2 separate regions of the Anser cygnoides genome follow, and region 2 is linked to region 1. The links are chromatin contacts, called in public Hi-C maps. All regions are on one chromosome and are shown on one strand. Each heading gives the region's core, a stretch centred on a gene start, on an enhancer-like site or on the middle of the called end of the contact. The rest is flanking DNA. Distances are from core to core; before and after follow the strand shown.

What was found. A called contact is a pair of places that touch in the nucleus more often than the background predicts.
Region 2: a contact with region 1 is called in a Hi-C map of liver, with 2.1 times the contacts expected there. The contact joins the promoter of MEAK7 here to the promoter of MTHFSD in region 1. A contact is called at or near these places in 2 of 7 Hi-C or Micro-C datasets (granulosa cells and liver).

What each region holds. Positions count from the first base shown.
Region 1 is chr12:3,108,974-3,112,894 of Taihu_goose_T2T_genome, reverse strand. It overlaps MTHFSD (methenyltetrahydrofolate synthetase domain containing), which reads left to right and starts at 1,301. Exons shown (of 10, transcript XM_048075141.2): 1 at 1,301-1,398; 2 at 1,570-1,673; 3 at 3,032-3,145; 4 at 3,732-3,845. The coding sequence starts at 1,371.
Region 2 is chr12:3,774,028-3,778,016 of Taihu_goose_T2T_genome, reverse strand. MEAK7 (MTOR associated protein, eak-7 homolog) reads right to left here and starts at 1,832. Exons shown (of 9, transcript XM_067004319.1): 1 at 1,724-1,832; 2 at 1,214-1,309; 3 at 1-71. The coding sequence starts at 62.

The sequences.
Region 1 (3,921 bases), core at 52-2,551:
TCTTCCTAAGCGCACCCCATTGCGGAACCAGGGCTCCGAGTTCTTTCTCCAAATGCTGACGAGGGGTTTCGGTGGGAAGGTGAAGCCCCAGGCTCACCACAGCGTTTAGCCCAAGTCCACGGTATCGGTTTGAGCTTGAAAAACAAATTGTTGGAGGGGGAAAGACTCCCGGGCCCAGTGGAGCCGTGGCCTTTGCTTTGCGCTGTGAAAAAAACAGCTCGGCAACCAACAGCAGCCCCAGAAAGAAAATGCACTTGCATCTGCCCAGCGAAACATCTGCAACTATTCAGAGAAGAGCATCCTAATTTGTTCCGCTTTTTGGGCTGGCAAAGCAACAGTCAGCTCCGGCCGTGGACGTGTATCGGCAGCACCCGAGCCAAGCAGATCAGAAACCGAACCCCAAAGCCATGTCCCATTCTTCCCTGAGAGGCTTTAAGACAAAGCCATGGCTCGTCGCTCCCACAGCCCTCCTGTCCCGCTCTGCTTTTCTCGGGGTGCTTGGGGAATGCATCCGTCCCATAAATAATAAATCGGGCAAATAAATCGTTTGCCATCCCATTATATGTGGGTGAGAAGCGTGCTTCGCAGATGCTGGCGGACCTGGAATCGCACGTAAAGGCTGGGTAGTGCTTTATGTATGACTGGATGACTTTAAATGGAAAAATAACTGATTAAATAGTTGATTTGGGAGTTTGTTTTATGAGAAGTGTGCTTTTTTCCAGGTAAAACATACGACTGAAAGGAAGGCTATGGGATCCTGGGGGGCTGTGCTGCGCCCTGTTTCTGTACATAAGCTCTCCCTGATTTCTGCTGTGAACCTTAAGTCAAAACGCGGCCCCTCGGGGGCTGGCAAAGCACGGGGACATGGCCGGGATTTTGGGGCATGACTCGGGGAAAGGCCCATGGGTTGGGCTTGGGGTTTTCCTCACAGCGTGTGGCACTGCAGAACAGGCTATGGCGGGAGAGGGGGCTTCTCTTTGGGGCGTTCATTCCTATTCCTATTCCTATTCCTATTCCTATTCCTATTCCTATTCCTATTCCTATTCCTATTCCTATTCCTATTCCTATTCCTATTCCTATTCCTATTCCTATTCCTATTCCTATTCCTATTCCTATTCCTATTCCTATTCCTATTCCTATTCCTATTCCTATTCCTATTCCTATTCCTATTCCTATTCCTATTCCTATTCCTATTCCTATTCCTATTCCTATTCCTATTCCTATTCCTATTCCTATTCCTATTCCCCCCCCCCCCATTTCCCCTTCGCCCTCGCACCTTTTTGTCCCCTCCGCCCCGCCGTAGCCTCCCGGAGCGGTGGGCGGAGCCAAGCCGGGGCCGGAAGCCCCACCCCTGGGCGGCTCTCGCCGCCATGCAGGGGGGCGCGGGGCCGCGCGCGGGTGAGCGGCGGGGGCGGGGCGCGGGGGCGCGACGTCACGGTGGGGGGCGTGACGTCACGCGGGGCGTTACGTCACGGCCGGGGGGGGCGCGAGGGTGACCGTTGGGGGCGGCGGTTGGGCTGAGGGGATTTAGGGGGGGCTGTAGCTGAGCGCTGCCCCCCGTTCCCTCAGGGACATCTAAGGGCGGCGTCCGGGAGCTGGTGTGGGGCTACCTGGAGAGCAGCGGCCTGGCGGAGAGACCCCGGCCCGTGCACGGCCGCATCCCCAACTTCAAGGTACGGGGGGGAGGGTGAGGAGGTGGGGGTGGTGGAGGTTCTGGGGGTGATGGTGACGGAGGTGGGGGTGGTGGTGGAGGAGGAGGTGGTCCTGGGCGTGGTGGTGGGAGCGATGGAGGTAGTGGTGATGGTAGTGAAGGCAAGGATGGAGGCGGCGGAGGTGGAGCTGGCGGTTGAGGTGGTGGTGGAAGTGGTGGTGGTGGTGGAGGAGGCGATGGAGGTGGTGATCGTGGTGGCGGCGGCGGCAGAGAGCTGAGATCGTCACCCCGTGCACCTCCGGTGCGCTGCGGGTCAGCAAATGCAAAGCTCTGCCGTGCCTGGGGTGTGCCCCTGTGAGGAAAGGCCGGGGGTGTGCAGCTTGCAGAAGGGAAGCATCCGGGGAAACCTCGCTGCAGCCTTTCAATGCTAAAAGGGATAAAGAAAAGGATGGAAGGGGGGCTCTGCTTGGGCAGGTAGTGATAGGATGAGGGGGAATGGTCTTAAACTAAAAGAGAAGAGATTCAGACTAGGCATTAGGAGGAAGTTCTGCGCTGTAAGGGTGGTGAGGCGCTGGCACAGGTTGCCCGGAGGATGTGGCTGCCCCATCCCTGGAGGTGCCCAAGGCCAGGCTGGATGGGGCCTTGGCCAGCCTGATCCAGTGGGTGGTGTCCCCGCCCATGGCAGGGGGTGGGAACTGGATGATCTTTGAGGTCCCTTCCCACCCGAGCCGTTCTGTGATCTCCCACAGATAGGCCGTGGCAGGTGTGTGCTGCATTTTGTTTGTGTTTCACCAGGTTTTCGCACCTCACTCTAAGAACTTAATTTCTTGAGCTCCATATAGGCTTTGCAAAGGGAGACTTGTCCCGAAAGTGGTTCATCCAAAACCAGCCTCTGTGTCCTTTGTTTAAAGGAACCTGTTTGTGTTCATTGTCTAAACAGGGAAATTGCCCTCCGACTTTGAGTCAGGAGTGAATGGAGTCAACTTAGGCAAAGTGAGTGTACCCAGGTCCCCTTTTTTTCTGTGGCCTGCAAGATGTTAGTGGAGCCTTCAGCCACTGTTGGTATGTGTTTCCTTCCCATAGAGAAGGTCACAAAATTAGCAGTGTGTCCCTCTTGTTTAAAATCATGGGAAGTTAGCGTCTCTACAGGATGAAAGAGTAAAAATTTCTCCTCTCTGCTTTGAACTCCTTGGTGATGCATGGTTATTTTATGAAAACAGGGTGCCTCTCATGCTGCGACAAGGCTTCTGGCTTTACAGGAGTTCAAAGCCGCCAATACTGTAAAAATAAATCCCGATGTTCCCCAGAAGAATGCTCGCTTTCTAACACTAGAAGTAAGTGAATGCATTCCCTTCTCTCCTGATTCCTTTCTTCACACAGGGGTCCCACCAGGCTTGCTGCTCTATTAAAGAGCTCGATGCGTTCAGCAGAGCAGGTGTGATCAAAGTGGATCCTGATAAACCTCTGGAAGGTGTTCGGCTAGCCGCGCTGCAGGTAACTGAGTGCCTTGCACCCCTGAGGAGGAGAGTGGGACAATGGTGCAGTGCTTGGCAGCACCTTGTGGCCAACTCCTGCTATTTTTCCTGCAGGAGTTTTACCAGTCCTGAGCTTCCCAGGGCTGCTCATGTCAGCGTATCATTGCCTTTTGGGCAAACTACAGAGGTTCACATAGAGTTCTGGTAAAGTAGTACACTTCTGTGGAACAACAGCTGTTTCCATGGTTTTGTGGTCTAATTCCCAGAAACACGTCAGGTAGCCTTGCCTCAGATTGCCATACATTTATCACAGGGTGTATGTCAGACCCATAAATGTTTGTTCGCTTATTATGAGTACCTCATTTGTGCACGCATACTTTAGACCAACAGGCATGTTTTGCCCTGTATTTTTTAAATAGTTCCTTGTCTGAAGCTGTACCGTAGTGGAGAGGATTCCTCTACAACCACTACACAGTCACCGATGCTAACGACGCATAGCAAATAAGATGGTTGGCCATATGGAGATCTATGGGACAGTAAAAATGTTTCTTCTCTGTAAAACGAGCCCGCCTCATTTTAATGTGGTGACTCCTTTTGTTTCACAGGCAAGGAAGACTTTGTTGGTTCCCACCCCGCGGCTGAGAAGTGGCCTGTTCAATAGGATTGTGCCACCCTCAGGTGCCACCAAGGAGATCCTGCGGATATGTGCTACTTCTCAAGTAGGGACACAAAACGGGCAAAGTCTGAATTAACATGTGGAGGAGAGTTGTGTTATGATAGTCTAACTTAAAGTTG
Region 2 (3,989 bases), core at 583-3,082, 660 kb before region 1:
TGCTCCTCAGGAAGAAATCTGGAAAGGTGGTTCCGATAGGCATTGCTTTCTGCATTTCCCATCTTTCCAACCTGAAGCAAAGGGAAATGGAAAAAAAATGCAAATACTAAAGGCTATTACAATGGTCGCAAAAGACGCACCAAACAGCCTGACATACCAGTGCAAGTTTTAGAAGAGGGCAAATTACTAGCTTGCTAGGAAACTATTAGAACTACTTTTAAGTCTCCGTGAATATCGAAACTACATAAAGTTGAAGAATAATGTGTGTGAGTAGTAACTGTGCTTTAAAAAGCACATCTCTCTGCTAAGACCACCCTGTCTACCAATTCAAACGTCATTCAGGTCTTATCAAATGGAAAAACCAGTATGATTTAATGATTAAATCAGCTTGTACAAAGTGACCACGAGTCTGTCAGCTGGAATACATCAGTAACATGAAGGGAATAGCCTAATTATGGATTATTTATGACAGATTATGCTACATTTCTAATGCATTAACAGACTGAAGCTAGGTCTGCCAATAATATATGGCACTAAAACAGTATCACTCTGAAAATCACGTGTTTCTACAGACTCAATTCGGCAATCAGTCAAAAAGCTGCTAAGAAATACAGAGTAACCAAAACATTTAGGAGGAAGACTCAAGACCTAACACACAGCTTCATAGGAATTCAATAAATTGTTGGGGGCTGGTATCCAAAGAATTGTGGGGGTTTTTTTGTCTGTTTGGTTTTTTTAATACCTTTAACGTACACCTGTGGTTTCTCCCACTGCCTCAGGATTCACCTGCATTACTAATTTAACGCGGGTGTTTTTTAATGTGCTGTCAAGACCACATGCACCAGGTTTCTCCCTGGAGCAGCATGGCACAGACCTAACAGCGCCACAGGGACCTGAAATCCCAGGTTCCGTGACAGACACTGCTGCAAACGGCCTTCCCATCTCCCCAGACTTACACGCTTCTGGGGTGACAACCCCAAAACGGGGAGAAACTGTATAATCTGCCCTTTCGTGTTTTCCTTTCCACAAACTCCGCATTATTTCTGGCACGTCACTTTGGGTTCAGGATTACCACTTCCACACAAACCTTATTTTCTAGGCAAGGCCCTAAAACAGCCCTTCAGAAACATCAGAAGCTCTTTGTTTAGGCTAATCCAACGTGACATTGACTGATAAGCAGCTGTACCTCCGAGTCTGGGTTGGGCTTATTTACCTTAACTGAGTGTTACAGGCCCAAAAGCCTTGCTTCCTGCAAGGAAGATGTCGATCGCGGGATAAACGCCAAAAGGTTAATGGAAATGGCAGTAACCTGGAAGAAAAAGCCGTGAGGACATGGTCACTATCAGCAGGGAACTGAGGAGCAGGGCTCCATGCAGGGAGGGCACCGCTCTTGAGAAGGGGGAGACCCAAGGCGAGTAGTTCCTAGCAGGGAGCCAGGCACAAGCCTTGGCGATTTGCAATTTTCTAGCTTTATTATTTCCCCAAAGCCGAGCCCGTCCTTCCCCACCAGATCTGCAAACCCCCAGAAATGGCCCCCGTCCCACCTCGGGGGCAGAAACCGGAGGGAGCAGGAGGCGCCAGCCGCCAGCCCCCCTCTCCCCTTACCCGCAGGGCGCCCTAAGCCGCGGCCTCGCCGCGGGACCCCCCCCCAGACCCCTCTCCGCCCCCTCCAGGAGAAGCCCCCGGACCTTTACACCCCATCCCCCCCCCCCGCCCCCGGTACCCGACAACCGGCGCCCCCCGGCGCCTGCAGGCTGCCGGGCCGGAGCGGAGCGCGGCGGGGGAATGGCGCCGGGCGGCACCGCCCCTGAGGCGGTGGCGGGGCGGGACCGGGGATGCTCGTCCAGGGAGGCGGGCGGTGACAGAGACCGCTGTGGAAAGCCTGGGATGGCTGCGTGGGAGCCCCTGAGACTGGGGCCGGTGTGGGGAAAGGCTCTTCCCGCTGATCGGGGGCTCCCCCGGTTAAGGGGTTCACCCCGGTTAAGGGGCTCTCCCCACTGACCGGGAGCTCTCGGCTCACCTCAGCCGCACAGGCAGTTCGGCCCTAAAGTGCAGCCCAAAAACAATCATAGAATGGCCTGGGTTTGAAGGGACCTCAAAGATCACCCAGTTCCAATCCCCCTGCCATAGGCAGGGATGTCACCCACTAGATCAGGTTGCTCAGGGTCTCATCTAACCTGGTTGTGAACACATCCAGGGATGGGGCATCCACAACCTCTCTGGGCAACATGTTCCAGTGCCTCACCACCCTCTGAGTGAAAAATTTACTTCCAACCTCTAAATCTCCCCTCTTTTTTAAAAAAAAAACCATTCCCCCTCATACTGTCAATACCTGATTGAGCAAAGAGTAGTTCTCCATCTTTTTTATAAGTCTCTTTCAAGTACTGAAAGGTTGCAGTGAGGTCACCCCTGAGCCTTCTCTTCTGTAGGCTGAACAGGCCCAGCTCTCTCAGCCTTTCTTTGTAGGAGAGGTGCTCCGACCCACTCTAACAGCTCCACATCCTTGTGCTGTATGCAGTACTCCAAGTGGGGGCTCACCAGGGCTGAGTAGAGGGGGAAAGAGTGGTGAAAACTCAGAGGTTTGTGTGTTGTGACTGGGGAAGACTGACTGCCCAGGGCAGTGCTCCTCAGAGAAGGCGAAGGTGCCTTGTCAGGTCGTTTTCAGGGTATACAGTCAGGCGAATTGCCATGGCATTGGGGGGAAAATATAAAAAAATTCTCAGTGAATAGGTCAAACTCTTATCTCGTGGCTGCCAAAATCACACCAGGCTGGAAAGTAAAGGCCATACTGGGGCTGAGAAGAAAAGGCAGGTGGCAGGGATGGCACTTGGGCATCGGCCACCCTTCACTATGAGACAGGAATACTTGAGAAAAAAAAAAAATCTAAATGGTTGCAATACTGGTCCCCAAACTCACTTTTTTCAGATCAATAACTGTTTCTTTCCACCTCAGTTATGTTACTTCAGCAGCATTCCCCTTGTCCTTGCAGTCACTGGGTTTGGTTCCTGTAAGAAATACATTGAGGGCTTCACGTTCTCAATAGCGATGCCTCACCCACGGTTTGTCTAGCTGTAGTTTGTTTGCAGCCAGACCTCGACATAAAGCCTCCTTCCAGCCAAGGGGAAGATGTGCACATGCATCTTCCCCCAAATGTAGTGATGGTTGTGTTCCTGCAACCAGACTCTATGGGACAGGTTAGCAGCTTTGGCCTGTGGCTTGAAATGACAGTTTGATCCATGTCTTTTCAACAGTTCCTTTATAACATACCAAAGCAAGAAAATAATGTATAACATATAAAATATATAATAGTCATGGCAGAGTTCCCATTTTTTTTATTCTTTTGTACCAAGTAAAAATTATGATAACATTAACTTCCCCAAATACTCAGTTTTCTTAAATTTTTGTGGTATGCAAAGCTTTATAAAAACATGTAGTGTATTCTTGTTGCCAGTTCGGAGTTAAAAACGCATTGAGCAGCATTCCAAGGTGGTCATGGATGAATAAATACCTACTGATTCTGGTTTGCCTTGGTCGTCACTAGAGCCACATAAGGTAACCAGGTTGTGTCAGCGGGATCAAGACATAGCAAGTCAAACCTGAGGAAATGAATAGGAAGTTCATGTAATGTGAGCACAAATTCAGCAGTTAATCGAAACTGCTTGAAGCTTATTTGTCCACACGGTGGCGAAATATGTCAAGAAAGTTAACTGTGTAGCTTACATTGGGTGCTTCAGATGCGTTGAAAATGTGATTCTCAGGTTTATTGGCATATATGTGGGAGTAAAAATTCTTATAATAAATTATTTTAATCTCTTTCCCACGAACTCTGTAAACACAATATGTACCACGAGGACAAAATTCCATTCCTGGTAAAGCTCCTTCCCTGGACTACATAAGCACTTACTAGAAAGTCTGCTGCAATTGTTTGGTTTCTATCAGAATTAATGAATTTCCGACTGATGCCTAAGGAGAAAGGGTAAACATACAGA